2 separate regions of the Mus musculus genome follow, and region 2 is linked to region 1. The links are chromatin contacts, called in public Hi-C maps. All regions are on one chromosome and are shown on one strand. The core of a region is the stretch at or near the end of the contact, and the rest is flanking DNA. Distances in the headings are between cores, read along the strand shown.

What was found. Hi-C and Micro-C count contacts between places; a contact is called where the count stands out from the background.
Region 2: a Hi-C map of Sertoli cells shows a contact between it and region 1, with 1.8 times the contacts expected there. The contact joins two enhancer-like sites. A contact is called at or near these places in 9 of 39 promoter capture datasets (the 3T3-L1 cell line, 3T3-L1-derived adipocytes, cranial neural crest and 4 more), 2 of 484 Hi-C or Micro-C datasets (Sertoli cells and uterus), 1 of 115 datasets of contacts at active chromatin or transcription factors (embryonic stem cells) and 2 of 9 other capture datasets (embryonic stem cells and pancreatic islet).

The regions. Positions count from the first base shown.
Region 1 is chr15:7,647,505-7,654,814 of GRCm38.p6, forward strand. No RefSeq gene overlaps it. Among named protein-coding and RNA genes, the nearest start is that of Gm41264, 89 kb to the left of the region's middle. Within about 2 kb of position 3,382, at least 6 of the 459 cell types and tissues checked have an H3K27ac peak or open chromatin away from gene starts, as enhancers often do. A contact at or near this core is called in Sertoli cells, where this site is marked.
Region 2 is chr15:7,794,719-7,802,028 of GRCm38.p6, forward strand. No RefSeq gene overlaps it. Among named protein-coding and RNA genes, the nearest start is that of Gdnf, 17 kb to the right of the region's middle. Within about 2 kb of position 4,258, at least 2 of the 459 cell types and tissues checked have an H3K27ac peak or open chromatin away from gene starts, as enhancers often do. A contact at or near this core is called in Sertoli cells, where this site is marked.

The DNA.
Region 1 (7,310 bases), core at 2,132-4,631:
CAAAATCCTACAAATGCTACCTAGAATCTCCCTTTAAGGAGCCAGAGAGCCCCTCTTCAATGAGCCCTTCTTCTAAGACCAGAGATACCCTTTTCTATGGATCATCTTTGCTTACTTTCGATTAAAGCCACAGTGGATGCTGTGTTTCCCAGAACTTATCTCCATGGATAACAATACCACTTCTGGGGGGGCTTATTTAAGCAAATGCCATCTTTCCAGTGAGGTCCACTCTGGCCACCATGTCTGAAACTCCAAGTCTCTCTGATGCTTTGTCCTTGAGCCATGACTTGGGGCAGTGTACATTTTACAAGTGTCTCTGCTTTATCTCTGGTGTATCTATTCTCTGACAAGAACACAAGCTACCTGAGGGCAGAGAAATGGCTATCATTGCTCAGTATTATAGTCTAGTGCTCAGAACAGTACAAGACTCAACAAAGGATTTGAGGGTACTCGTTAACCAATGTGTAAAAGGGAAGGGGTGTATTTTTCATGTATAGTTTCATTGATCACTCCAGTCTACATCTTCTGATCCTGGAGGTTGTTCACTCATCCTGATGACACCAGCCATGTAAGTCATCAGAATGTCCCTTGCTTGCTTTGTTTGTGTACCAGGAAGACATAGCATGTGTGTGTGTGTGTGTGTGTGGTGTGTGTGTGTGTGTGTGTGTGTGTGTGTGTGTGTGTGTGTGTGTGTATGTTTGTCTGTGTCTGTGTCTGTGTCTGTGTCTGTGTCTGTGTCTGTGTCTGTGTCTGTGTCTGTGTCTGTGTCTGTGTCTGTGTCTGTGTGTGTAGAATAATGAAGCTACAGGCCAAGGAATGCCACTAGGAGTCCCATCAAGCTCCAGACAAGCTAAGACAGCCTAGAAATAGCTTTCCTTCAGCCATCAGCAAGCATCACCCTGCCTCTGTAATGTGAGACAATGCCTTTCTTTTTTTTTTTTAATTTTTTTATTAGGTATTTTCCTCGTTTGCATTTTCAATGCTATCCCAAAGGTCCCCAATCCCCTACCCACCCACTCCCCCTTTTTGGCCCTGGCGTTCCCCTGTACTGGGGCATCTAAAGTTGGCAAGTCCAATGGGCCTCTCTTTGCAGTGATGGCCGACTAGGCCATCTTTTGATGCATATGCAGCTAGAGACAAGAGCTCCGGGGTACTGGTTAGTTCATATTGTTGTTCCACCTATAGGGTTGCAGTTCCCTTTAGCTCCTTGGGTAATATCTCTAGCTCCTGCATTGGGGGCTGTGTGACCCATCTAATAGCTGACTGTGATCATCCACTTCTGTATTTGCTAGGCCCCGGCATAGTCTCGCAAGAGAGAGCTATATCTGGGTCCTTTCAGCAAAATTTTGCTAGTGTGTGCAATGGTGTCAACGTTTGGAAGCTGATTATGGGATGGATCCCTGCATATGGCAATCACTAGATGGTCCATCTTTTTGTCACAGCTCCAAATTTTGTCTCTGTAACTCCTTCCATGGGTGTTTTGTTCCCATTTCTAGGAAGGGGTAAAGTGTCCACACTTTGGTCTTCCTTCTTCTTGAATTTCATGCGTCTAGCAAGTTATATCTTATATCTTGGGTATCCTAAGTTATTGCTCTTGGCCACCTAAATTCCTAGCCCTAAAAACCAGGGAAGCCTTACACAGGCTCAATGAGGACTTAGATTCTACAATCAGGCTCACCTCTCTCTCTCAAGTCCTGGTTAGGAGTGAGCAAGCTCAGGAAACTCTAGTCATGTGTTACCAAGCTAGCCACTAGCTGCTGCTAGGACTTCAATCTTTTCTTTCTTTTTTTTTTTTTTTCTTTTTTTTTTTTTTTTTTTTCATGCCTACAGAAGAAGTTGGCTTTCCCATCAGCTGACTGAAGTCTAGGGTTCGAGTTTGATTCTTGACTGATTTTAGACATGTGACAAACAGTAAATCAGAGGCTGTGTCTAAGGAGTCTCACTGTACCAGTGGCTCTAAGATAACACGGGCCTAGATACAGAGGTGGGAAGGAGCCAAACATGCAGCGATAGCTGTTGGCACCCATACACATCCCCTCAGCACTCAGTAAGTTCAAAAAAGCTGCTTATAGGAAATGCCTGTCAGTAATCTCCCCGTTCCACTCGCTGCCCTCAAAGCGCTCTTCAACTCACAATTCAAAGAGAATTAGCAGATAAATACAGCATCACCCTTAGTCTATGGCCAAATAGCTCTGAAGTATTGTAGAGTTATACCAGAGTTTCCCAGGGGGTTTGAGTTTTAGTTGCTCACACTGGTTGGCTAATATATCACCTGAGTCTATTCAGTCAGTGTTACCAAACTACTGACTTATAAGCAGCAAAAAAAAATGTATTTCTAACACTTCTAGGGTCTCTGGTAAGGTCCATTCCCTCATAGAAAGCCATCTTCTCATTACATTCTCACACAATAGAAAGCATAGGGAGTTCTTGGGGCTCCCTGTTACAAAAACACTACTCTCACTCAGGACAGCTCCCTTTCTTCCTACCAGTCATCTCCCAAAGTCTCCTCTCCTAAAACCAACACATTGAGTCAGAAGTTCTACTTGCAGATGCTGAGGGTGCACACATATTCACTCCGATCATAGCCCACATTCCTTTTGAACTTTTTCCTTTCATCCCCCACCACATTCCATGTGCATGCTCCCACACACTCATGTATTTCAGCATTGTATTTAGACCTTTGTGTCAGTTTTGGTGACAAGGACATTCGAGTCAGTACAAGACCCAACGAATTACTACGGCTAGAACCTGAGAGCTCTGTTAGGACAGAGAGAAGTTTTGACTAGAAAACCAACCAGTGGGTGTCCACTGGAGTCAGTTATTGTTTCTTCCCTTCAGTTCATTATAATCGTGTTCTTTCCTACAGCTCTGTTAAACAGACAAGAACTGCTAGCAGGCCAGGAAGCACAGACAACAGGCTCCTTCCTTGCTACTATGTCTCCTACCGTCTGCACTTCTAATTGGGAATGGTTTTCCTTTAGTGTGCCTGACGGTCCTATTTAATGAAGACTGAGAATGCCAATCAGTCCATGTCTCTCAAGAGCATCTATCTTCCCAGGAATGTAGGACATGACATAAGGGAAACCCATTGTAAACCTTCTTCCAAGAAGGCCTACTGCTAATGGTATCAAAAGGCATATTCAACCACATTCCCCCTTGTCTAACCCAGGGTATGATATTAGATATTAAAAATCCTAGTTAGAAAGATACATAAACTATGAACATTTTTAATGTGCCCACAAACCTTATCTTCCTATTGCAACTAACATGAAAGTGTGAGCTCCAGCCATCCAGTGGGGAGCCTTGCTGAACCCCAGGCCTGAACAGCCTGTGTGTCAAGCTTCCTCCAACCTCTGCAGAATGTTATGCCACTATCGACAGTGGCAGAGCAATTACCCCTGGGAAAATCCACTTGCAAAGTCAGTGCTTTGCAAGTGCTCCAGGACGTATCCCTCCAGTCCTCCTTTGTTCTCTGAGTGTAAGCAGATGTGGAGAATTCTTCTCATTATCTCGGGATACTGTATAATATTATTATGGTGTCAGGCTATTAGAGGCAGCAACAACAGCCTTAATTGAGGCTTAGAGCTGAATTATAAGCATGTAGCCTTACTTCGGGGTGTTTGCAAATGCTTTCTGGAAACAGTTTACAAAGATGTTTTCAATTGTTGAAAACAAGAACTGGCCCTGCCAAGATCAAGTAAGAGTTTCTTAAGATATGGGCACAATAAACATATTTCTTAGGATCTTGATTTTTTTTTCAGCCAGGAGCACAGAAAATCTGTGGGCCAGAAAGCCTCATGCATGCCACTTCCTGGACTATTCGGGGAAAATCTAATGAAACACTACAAAAGTTATACTCAGATCTACCGTGATCTCACGGCTGCAAAATTCCACTCTTTCTTTGAAGTGATTTTACAATGATAATCATTATCTGTCCATGAGCCCGGACTTGGCACCAGCCTCTCCTTAGGGATGGAGATTCAGGCATATACTCTAGTGGTCAGTTCTCAGCAAGGAAGTATCACACAGAGGGCTGTCCATCAATCTTAACTGCGTCACGTGTTCTCTACACCTGAAGTTACTGGTCTTAGACTTCTTCCAGATATCTGGTAGGGACTCAACATGATTCTGGGGCACAGGACAGAAGATGGGAAAGTCACGTCGATCCAGATTGGTTCCAGGCACAAACTATTAAATGGCAGTTTGATTCCCCTTTACTGGGTAGAGTAAAGGAAAACAGAAACAGCACTTTCAGAAGTACATTCTAACTGAACAGAGTCCAGAGTGCATGGCCTCTCACCAGGGAGAGGGTGATGCAGGGCACGTTTTCCAAAGTCTGCCCTTAAACAATCCATCCCACTGGATTTGAGAGTTTTCTTGGTTTTGTTTTTCTTTTTAAAATGAATTTTTTTCTTTTCTTTTTTTTTATCATGTGCACAGAAAGAAATAAGCATAGTACATTTGTTTTGTTGCTTGGTGGTGAGCACAGATAAATGTAGGTGGAAAAAAAAAATCCAGACGAATGGTTATAAATTCTAAGTGATACAAAGCTTAGAATCTAATTCAGGAATTTTGAAATCATATCTTTCAAAGGAATTTATAATGGAGCAAAAAAGGCTAGGGTATTTCTCCCTTGGAGCCTTTTTCACTCTTGAGAATTCTTTTCCATTTTTCCGTAATAAATAAATAAAAATTTGAAAGACTAAATGGCTGAGTTCAAGCAGCCTGTCCAGCATAGATCCGTAGAGTTGGGCAGGGGAAGAGGTGAGGGCTAAACAGAAATCATCTTATATTTATTTGTTCTGTTCTGTTGAGCCCACTGACACTTTGCATATAGTATTATTTAAATAAAAGGCTTCCCTGAGAAATATACACAATTCAAAAATTGCTAGTTCAATTAGATGTGCTACTCAAGTGTATCATATTCACAAATGAGTCTGCTTAGTGAGCTTAGCAGGATGGCAGGAGCATCAAGATTTTGTTGACAAGAGGTGATAGCCAATACTTGGTACAGCCCAGATTCCCCTCTTTTTCATCCACTCTGTTCCTGCTATATTATTATTGTTGCTATTGTTGTTGTTGCTATAAGTCAGGGAGTAAACCTAGGGTATGCGCTAGATAAATGTTATAGCACTGAACTATATACACAGCCCATTTTTATTATTGAGACAAAGTATCACTAGGTAACTCAGGCTAGCCTTAAACCCTTTCATTCGGTCTGTAGCCCAGTAAGGCCTTGAACTTAAGATCCTGTTTTAATTCCTCTGAAAAATGATTTTGATTTCTGAATCTGTTGTTTTGCAATTCTACTAAGGCCAAAGACTGAAATTATAATTACATATTCAAAAGAAGGTCACCATGGCCATGACAGTGCAGTAGTGTGACATAAGATGTATTTGTGGTGGTCTGAATAGGAATGGCCCCCATAGACCCATGTATACTTAGACTCACGAGTGCTTAGTCACCAGGGAATAACACGATTTAGAGGTGTGGCCTTGTTGGAGTAGGTGTGGCTTAGTTGGAGGAAGTGTGTCACTTGTGGTATGTTTTGAGGTCTTAGATGCTCAAGCCAGGGCCAGTGGCTCATTCTCTCTTCCTTCTGCCTGTGGATTCAGATATCCAAATGGAGAACTGTTGGCTCCTTTCTATCACCATGTCTACCTGCCTGCTGCCATGCTTCTTGCCACAATAACAATGGACTAAACCTCTGAACTGTAAGCTAGCCTCACTTTAATGGTCATGGGGTCTCTTCACAACAGTAAAAATCCTAACTAAGATGATAGTCAAATGTAGGCAGGCCATCTTAGCTCTATCACTGTGATATCTTGCAAGCTACTTAACTTCTCTGAACTTTGGGGCTCACATCTGAGGGACAATATTATTCACTTCAAAAACTTGATAGTTGGAGAGAGATGGTTTGTCCATTCATTTACTTTGGTGATGGCCACATGTCACTTTATTAAACAAGATAGTAGGAATTCCTAGTTGCCAGGCACATTTGTAAGTTAAGTTTAAGACCTGAGAGGTCTAAACTCTAGGCAGTTCAATTCTGTAAACTAAAGAGTAAACTAGTATGTGGATGAAGAACATTAGGCACTTAAATGGCATTCATAAATACCAACTTATTGCTGCACTTGAAATGGTATCAGTTAGCTATTGCTATATAACAAAACATTCAAGCAAAATGACGTGGCTTAAAACAACGGTGACTTAACACTTCTCATTAGTCTATAGGTCTATTGGGTAGCTCTAGGGTTGGGTTCTGCTCAGCTCAATTTGACTTGGCTCACTTGTGTGTGCGTGATCAGCTGTCAAACTGGCTAGTGGCTGACTGATTTGGGATAGCCACAAAGGATTTGAATATGTTTTATGTGTCTTTTTCTGTTTCTTAGTGGCTAACCTGATCATGCCACCAAGGAATTGACCAAGAATCAACAGTAGAAAGAGACTGTACCCAAAGTACAAGCTTAACATTGCTTCTGGCATCCAGCTGTCCAAAGAAAGCTATGTGCCTGACTCCAGTTCAAGAGCTGGATCAAAATGCCTCTCTACAGCACAAAGGCTTAATAACCAAGGCTACTGATACTACTTGTCTACCACAGGAACACTTAAAGGAGCGGCAGAAAAAAAAATAATCTCTCAGCAAATACATACCAAAAAGCTGTAAGAATCCATGAAGAATCAATGTGCCTAATACTGCTTTAGGAAGGCTTAATGCAATACAACATAAAATTAAATTGTTAACATTTGATAGGGGTCACATTTCTAAATGATTCCACATGTGTATTTACATTTAACTATTACAGTGTTCTGGGGGCCCTTGAACAGCAGTTCTGGAGTCTGCCCCTGCTCAGCCTGACTCCCCCCAATAGTATTCATTTAGCATCAGCAGGGATCACATTTTTTCATTTTTTACAACATAGATTATGCTCATGAAAATTGACAAATCTGGGGATATTATGAATTACGGCGTGAGAGTTATTTGGTTTTCCTGAGAATCAATCCTAACTGGGCCTGGTTATACAGACCTGTAACCTCAGCCACTGAGGCTGAAGCAGGAGGATCACATATTCCATGTCGGCATGGGCAACTTAAGAACATATGCTCAGACACATGCATATACACACATAAAATAAAGACGTATTTTTAAATGTAAATGAGCTAGGGAGATACCGTATTAGCAGAGGACCAGTCTGCTGAACACATACACAAGACCCATGACTGAAAAAGATAATAATATTGGCCATGACAATGATGGTAACAGATTAAAATTTGATGTGTAGAATCTCCTCTCCCCTCCCCTCCCCTGA
Region 2 (7,310 bases), core at 3,008-5,507, 150 kb after region 1:
AACTTGCATCTCATGAGTTTAGATTTTTGGATCTAAATGTTCTGAAGACAAGGAGGGGGCCAGTGAGATGGCTCAAGAAGTAGAGAGTTACTCACACGAGCCTAACAAACCGAGTTCAAACTCCAGAATAGACATAGCGGCTATGGGGAGAACCTACCCCATAAAGTTGCCCTTTAACCTGCACATGTGTGCTCCATGGCTTGTACACATGCCCACACATATGTACTAAATCATCTCCACAGCACCGCTATATTTTCTAAGCTTTCAGGGAGCTACAGCGACAACTCAATGGTTAAGAGTACTTGTTGCTCTTTCAGTAGATCCAGGTTCAGTTCTCAGCATCCACATGTTCACTCCTAATTATCATAGCTCCAGTTCCAGGGAATCTGATGCCCTCTTCCGGCCTCTCCGAGCACCACGCATGTACATGGTGCAGACATGTGCAGACAAACACTCACATACTCTTTTTTAATCTCTTAAACAAAATTTTCTGAGGATGGTACTCACCCACAAAGCTATTCTTTTCTAGTACAAGATTTTGCAATGAAAATATTCCTTGGGGCAATGACTGTGGATCATTTTATCATCGCATATATTCGAGTATTTAATTGCCTCTGTCTATTGTGCTTCAGAAACCATATGGAGACAACGTTCAGATATCTCCCTTTGCTTCCTTCTCAGATTCGTCCAATCTGATGTGGAGATCCTATCCACAAATGGGGGATGTCTCAACTCCCAGCCTAGCCCTGCCTGCTGACTACAATCCCTTCATCTACACATGTCTGTGAAGACAGCTTGTACCACCCCTGGAATGATCTCAGGAAACACAAGCATCAGTAATCCTCTCACCTGGTGCCAGGAACATGTTTTGAAATAGGGAAGAAAAATCATGTACAACATCATTGATTGCTACACCCATCTTCTTGACTGTCCAGTTAGTGCAGGGCCTGACTCGGGGAATTCACTGTTCTTCCCACTTGCTAGTTATTGGTCTAGGTGGGGCCTCCTTTAATCAAGGGAATGTGAGGTGAAGTCTGGGGGAGGGGTGCTACCAGAACATACTTTCTCCATCAATTAAAGAGATCCTCTTCCACTCTGTCTTAGTCAGGGTTTCTATTGCAGTGACCAAAAGGAAAGGGTTTATTCAGCTTACACTTCCACACTGCTGTTCATCACCAAAGGGAGTCAGGACAGGAACTCAAACCGAGCAGGAGCCGAAAGGCAGGAGTTGATGCAGAGGCCATGAAAGGGTGCTGCTTATTGGCTTGCTTACCCTGGCTTGCTCAGCCTGCTTTCTTCGAGAACCTAGGACAAGAGCCCAGGGAAGGGACCACCCCACCATGGGCTGGGCCCTCCACATTGATCACTAATTGAGAAAATGCCTTACAGCTGGACCTCATGGAGACATTTCCTCAACAGCGGCTCCTTCCTCTCTGATGACTCTAGCTTGTGTCAAGTTGACATACAAAACCAGCCAGTACACTCTCTTCATACCCCTCCATGTTTTTGGATCACTATCATGTGAAGACATGGTTCATGAAATTATGACTATATAAATATTCATCTTGCACTGTAAAAAGAACTATCATCAATATCTATGTATTAACAGGATAAAAACAGCAAATGTCATTGGTAAGCCTGCAAACGTGTACATCCAGCTAAGAGAACCTCAGGCATTTTTCTGGCTTCAGCCACCATTAATCCAGGCCTCAGCTACTTGTAATGAAACCCACTCCTGATTCAAGTCATAATATAGTCGGTATCTTACATCAGTATGGTGCTCTACGGTCTCCAAAACACATTTATATCCACCACCCTATTCAATCCTGCCAACAGCTTGGAAAGAGGCACTATAACCAGTGTGAGCCTTCATAAAAACAAATATAGAAATTCAAGATATAGAAAGAACTAGACTCTTTGCTTCTGCCTCTCTTGGAGTTCACAAACTATGATCCATGAGCCAAACAAATAGATGGATAATTTTTGCATTTCCTGAATAGCAAAAATTTAAAATGTGGAAGACACCATTTCTTGGCATGACCAGTTTAGCATTGGGGAACGGCTACATGTGATCATTCCCATGCTGTCTACGGCTACACCAGAGCTACGGTTACAGAGCTAGGTAACTATGGCAGACTGCATGGCCTCACAGCCTGAAATAGCTATTCTCTAGCTCTCGACAGAAACTCTTTAGAACCCTGTTTTACCCTTGTCATAATCACTGAAAGAAAGAAAGAAAGAGAGAGAGAGAGAGAGAGAGAGAGAGAGAGAGGAAGGAAGAAAGGAAGGAAAGGAAAGAAAGAGCAAGCAAAGGAAAAGCCTCCTATTCCAATAAAAACTGTATGAAGTGGTTGGGACAATGTATCGTGCACCCTAGCACAGTTATCTAACTTTTGGTTTGATGTTTGTCTTGGGTTTTTTTGTTGGTGGTGTTTGGCTTTTTGTTGGTGTTTTTGTTGTTGCTGATGTTGGTTGGTTTGGTTTTGGTTTCGGTTTTTTTGTTTTGTTCTGTTTTTTTAAATCCTCTATAATCTATGGACAGGACCACAAGATCCAAACTGCCCAGAGAGGAGCAAGCAAATGCCTTGACTGATAATCAATCAGCTTGATTTGTAGTTTTCCTTTAGTAAGCCTCAGGACACACCTGTTTAAGACAGAGTTTTGATGTAATGGCCCCTCAATCAAAAACAACACTCTAACATCCCATGCGGGCCAGGTGGCCGCAGCTTTTTTCTTCTCTCAGATTTGCCATCCTGTGAATGTCGATTAATTGGCTAAATCTGGTAAAATGCTCACAGAGAACTTCCTGGGAGATTATGGGCTCCTGTATTATGTAAACAAAGATTATACAAACCAAACATAGCCGGCAAAACAAGCAAATCATTCTATTTCTTAACTGACTTCTAGTTTCCATCCATGTAGCATATCCAGTGAGTGAAGCATTTAAATATTCACTGGGCGAGAACATTTTTATCTAAACGTTTAACACAGAACCTGATACTTCTTTGTTTGTTGTTTGTGGAGTTTTGTTTGCTCTGTTTTGTTTGAGCCAACTTCTCCCATAACCCAGGCTGACCTCAAAGTCCCCCTGGAGCTGAATCTAGACTCAAACTCTTGATCCTTCTTGACTCCACCACTCAGAGGCTAGAATTTTAGGCCTGCGCTACCATAGCTGCCTTCCCAATACATGTGTTACATTCATTAAAAATTAGTTGAAGGGAGCTGGAAAGATGGCTGTGTCTGCAAGCACTTGCTGCAGAAGCAGGCAGACCTGAGCTCAGATCTCCAGTGTGTGTGTGTGTGTGTGTGTGTGTGTGTGTGTGTGTGTATTCTTTTTGATTGAGGGGCAGTTACATCAAAACTGCCACAATCTGCCACATGCCTGTAATCCTAGATGCTGGGAGGCAGAAATTGGTAGATCCTGGGGGCTCGTTGGCCAGCCAGTCTGGCTAATAGGTGAGCTCTACATTTAGTGAGCCACCCATCTCAAAAGAACCTTTCTGACAACTGCAGAAATACATTCATACATGCATGTCCCCCTGAGCACACACGTATGCATAAACACACACACACATACACACACACACATTCAAGTTAATTGAAGGCTGGAATGCTACTCAATTGCTTGCCTAGCATACACGAGGCTTTGGGTTTTATCCCCAATGCCACAACAAAAAACAAAAACAAAAACAAAAAAAAAAACACTCTCAGAACAGTAAGAGAAAAAAGAACAAAAGGAAAGAAAATAACAAATTAATCGAACCTGAAAGTTCATGAACCTTGAGGAAGAGTATTTTAAACTACTTATCAATATGTGTATATATAAATGTATACATCTTTAGCACATAAATGCTCAGAGTCTATAATCTTGTAAGATTTAACAGAAAATTTGTTTTATATTATTATGGCTCTGGCTTAAACCATTTCACAGATCCTCTACAGGTCCCTTGAATGATAGCAACTTAATCCCAGAGCATGTCAGCCGTTTTACCAGCTTGTAAGTCTTTTTGTTGTTATAAGGCAGAAGCAACTTACTGGTCACTAAGGAGGTTCTTAAGCTTTTTAAATTAAAATTACACTTGACTCATTACTAGCCACCATCAGACTGAGGTCACAGATCCTCCAAGGTTCATTTCAGTGTGTCTGAACTCCCAGCTCCCTGTTGCCTGGAGAACTTGGTGTTCTTAGCCTATCAGCTGTCTAGCTCTGTGGTGATTACCAGGACCCTGGAGCTGGCCTGCCACCTCATGTGATACCAGTATACAGCAACAGAACCAGCCCAGACAGCTGCATTAATTCCAGCAGTTTTGACCTTGCACAGGCTAAGAAAGAGTTGTTTAATCAGAAGGGGACAACTTCGGGGAGGGGGGGCGAGGGGGGAGGCCCTTGAGACACACAAACAAAGAATCAGGCTGCACCCAACTGTCTCTACCACCCAACAGAAAAGGAATTGTAAAATTGTAAAATGTATAGATATTTTTTAGTGATGGTTTAAAATGCTTTTTGCCTCCTACATAAACACTCATTTTAATGATAGTATATTCTCTGAAAAAAAGATTTTTAGGAAGACAGGAAGCTGGTCATTGTGTTACTGGAGAGATGAAGGTTCGGTGATGATGTGAGAGACTAACTCTTTTATAACTAAAACGGAAAGATGGTGTGTGTTTGTGTGAACTCTCATCAAGTAATTGTCCTACTTAACTAAGAGCTACTCGTGTTTTAATACTACAGGTTACAGGCCAGATATGATCTTTAAACTAGAGTTAGTAAAACGCACAATTGGAGATCTGACCTCTAACCTGCGCCTTGATTCTCTCATGTGCTAGTAACTACTGTCTATGTGATAGGCATTACAGAGGCACAAGAAAAAGATGTGGTCCCTGCCTGCACCAAACATTTTGTTTAATTAACAGAGCCATACATTTTATGCATCCAATCAAGTGACCACACAAGTACAGAACACAGGGCACAAGAAGGATGCCCAGTAAATACCCTACAGGTGCGTCTAGAAAAAGGTCACCTAGAGACAGCATTCACTTACTAAAGGAGTATCATGAGAGTTCAACACTTAGAGGTCTACTCCTGTAATCAGTGTCTAAGCAGTATCAGTTAGCTACTGTCAGAGCAATGCTGAGGAACAGCCACAAAGTCCCAGTGGCATAAGTGTTTATTCCTCATCTACCCTAAGAGGCCAGAGAAGCGTCTCTGCTGATCGTTACAAGACTCACATGTCTGGAGCAATGGGGGACCATCAAATGACTGTCTAAACTGACCTTGGCTGTAAAAGATGGAGCACCACTACTTGGTTTTAAGTGTCTTACAGCTCCCACCGGGCTAGTCTGGGAGTGCTCGCAAGGCAATGACAGAAGTTTTAAAGAGCAAGCAGAAACATGTCAGCCCCGTGGATCTTGCCTCAAATGGGCACACCCTCAGTGCGACTTCATTCCACTGGCCACAACAAGTCCCCGTGCCAGTTCAGATTATGGGATGGAGAAACAAACACCACCAGCTTTAGTTTTAGTACAAGGAACTGTAGTCACAGGACAAGGAACAAACACAGTTGCAAAAAAGGAAAGGAAAGGAAGGAGAGAGAGGGAGAGAGAGAGGGGGAGAGAGAGGCTGCACCACTGTGATTTGCCACTAAACTGTGCCACTAGAGCGGCCTCTGAAGAACCTTCTGTTAGTTTTAATCATGGTCTTTCTTCCACTGGAGTTGATTTCAGACGATTTGGTTTATGCCAGAAATTAAACCAATCCTCAACCTCAAGGTGGTTGTTCCCTATGCATGGGCAGATGCTATCTCACATTTTTATGAGTCCTGGTAACTGCCAACACAGAATCTTATGAAAAGAAATGCCTAAGGGGCGTTTGTTGGATAGCTGAACAACCATGAATACATATCATAAAAGCGTTTTGAGTGACAGCCGCATATTAAGAATCATTTGCCCCCCTCAGGCAACCATTTTGACGTGGATCACCCCAATATATGTGTCCCTGAGGAGTGTGTGTTTGTGTGTGTGTGTGTGTGTGTGTGTGTGTGTGTGTGTGTGTGTAGGTCAAAGGTCAACATTGGCTATCTTCTATTATAATTTCTTCACCAAGCTTCTAAATAACTGAATCATCTCCCCCAGCCCATTCCTGAGTCTATATTTTTAAAAAATAACTGATTGTATTCAAATCCTACTCTGACCGTCCAACATTGCAGAGACTAGTATCCACCTTACTGCTCCAGCATTTGTTTTTACCCCACTTTCTAAAGCCCTCTTCCCATTGTGATGCCATTATTTCTCATGAAGCAAAGTCATCCTGCAAAGGCACTGCGTGCTGACCTCACACTGGGGACATGACAGTCTGAGTGCCACTGGACACGGAGCTGACCTCACACTGGGGACATGACAGTCTGAGTGCCACTGGACACAGAGCTGACCTCACACTGGGGACATGACAGTCTGAGTGCCACTGGACACGGAGCTGACCTCACACTGGGGACATGACAGTCTGAGTGCCACTGGACACGGAGCTGACCTCACACTGGGGGTGTGATGGTCTGAGTGCCACTGGACACGGAGCTGACCTCACACTGGGGGTGTGATGGTCTGAGTGCCACTGGACACGGAGCTGACCTCACACTGGGGGTGTGATGGTCTGAGTGCCACTGGACATGGAGCTGACCTCACACTGGGGGTGTGATGGTCTGAGTGCCACTGGACACGGAGCTGACCTCACACTGGGGACATGACAGTCTGAGTGCCACTGGACACGGAGCTGACCTCACACTGGGGACATGACAGTCTGAGTGCCACTGGACACGGAGCTGACCTCACACTGGGGGTGTGATGGTCTGAGTGCCACTGGACACAGAGCTGACCTCACACTGGGGGTGTGATGGTCTGAGTGCCACTGGACATGGAGCTGACCTCACACTGGGGGTGTGATGGTCTGAGTGCCACTGGACACGGAGCTGACCTCACACTGGGGGTGTGATGGTCTGAGTGCCACTGGACATGGAGCTGACCTCACACTGGGGGTGTGATGGTCTGAGTGCCACTGGACATGGAGCTGACCTCACACTGGGGACATGACAGTCTGAGTGCCACTGGACATGGAGCTGACCTCACACTGGGGGTGTGATGGTCTGAGTGCCACTGGACACGGAGCTGACCTCACACTGGGGGTGTGATGGTCTGAGTGCCACTGGACATGGAGCTGACCTCACACTGGGGACATGACAGTCTGAGTGCCACTGGACATGGAGCTGACCTCACACTGGGGGTGTGATGGTCTGAGTGCCACTGGACACGGAGCTGACC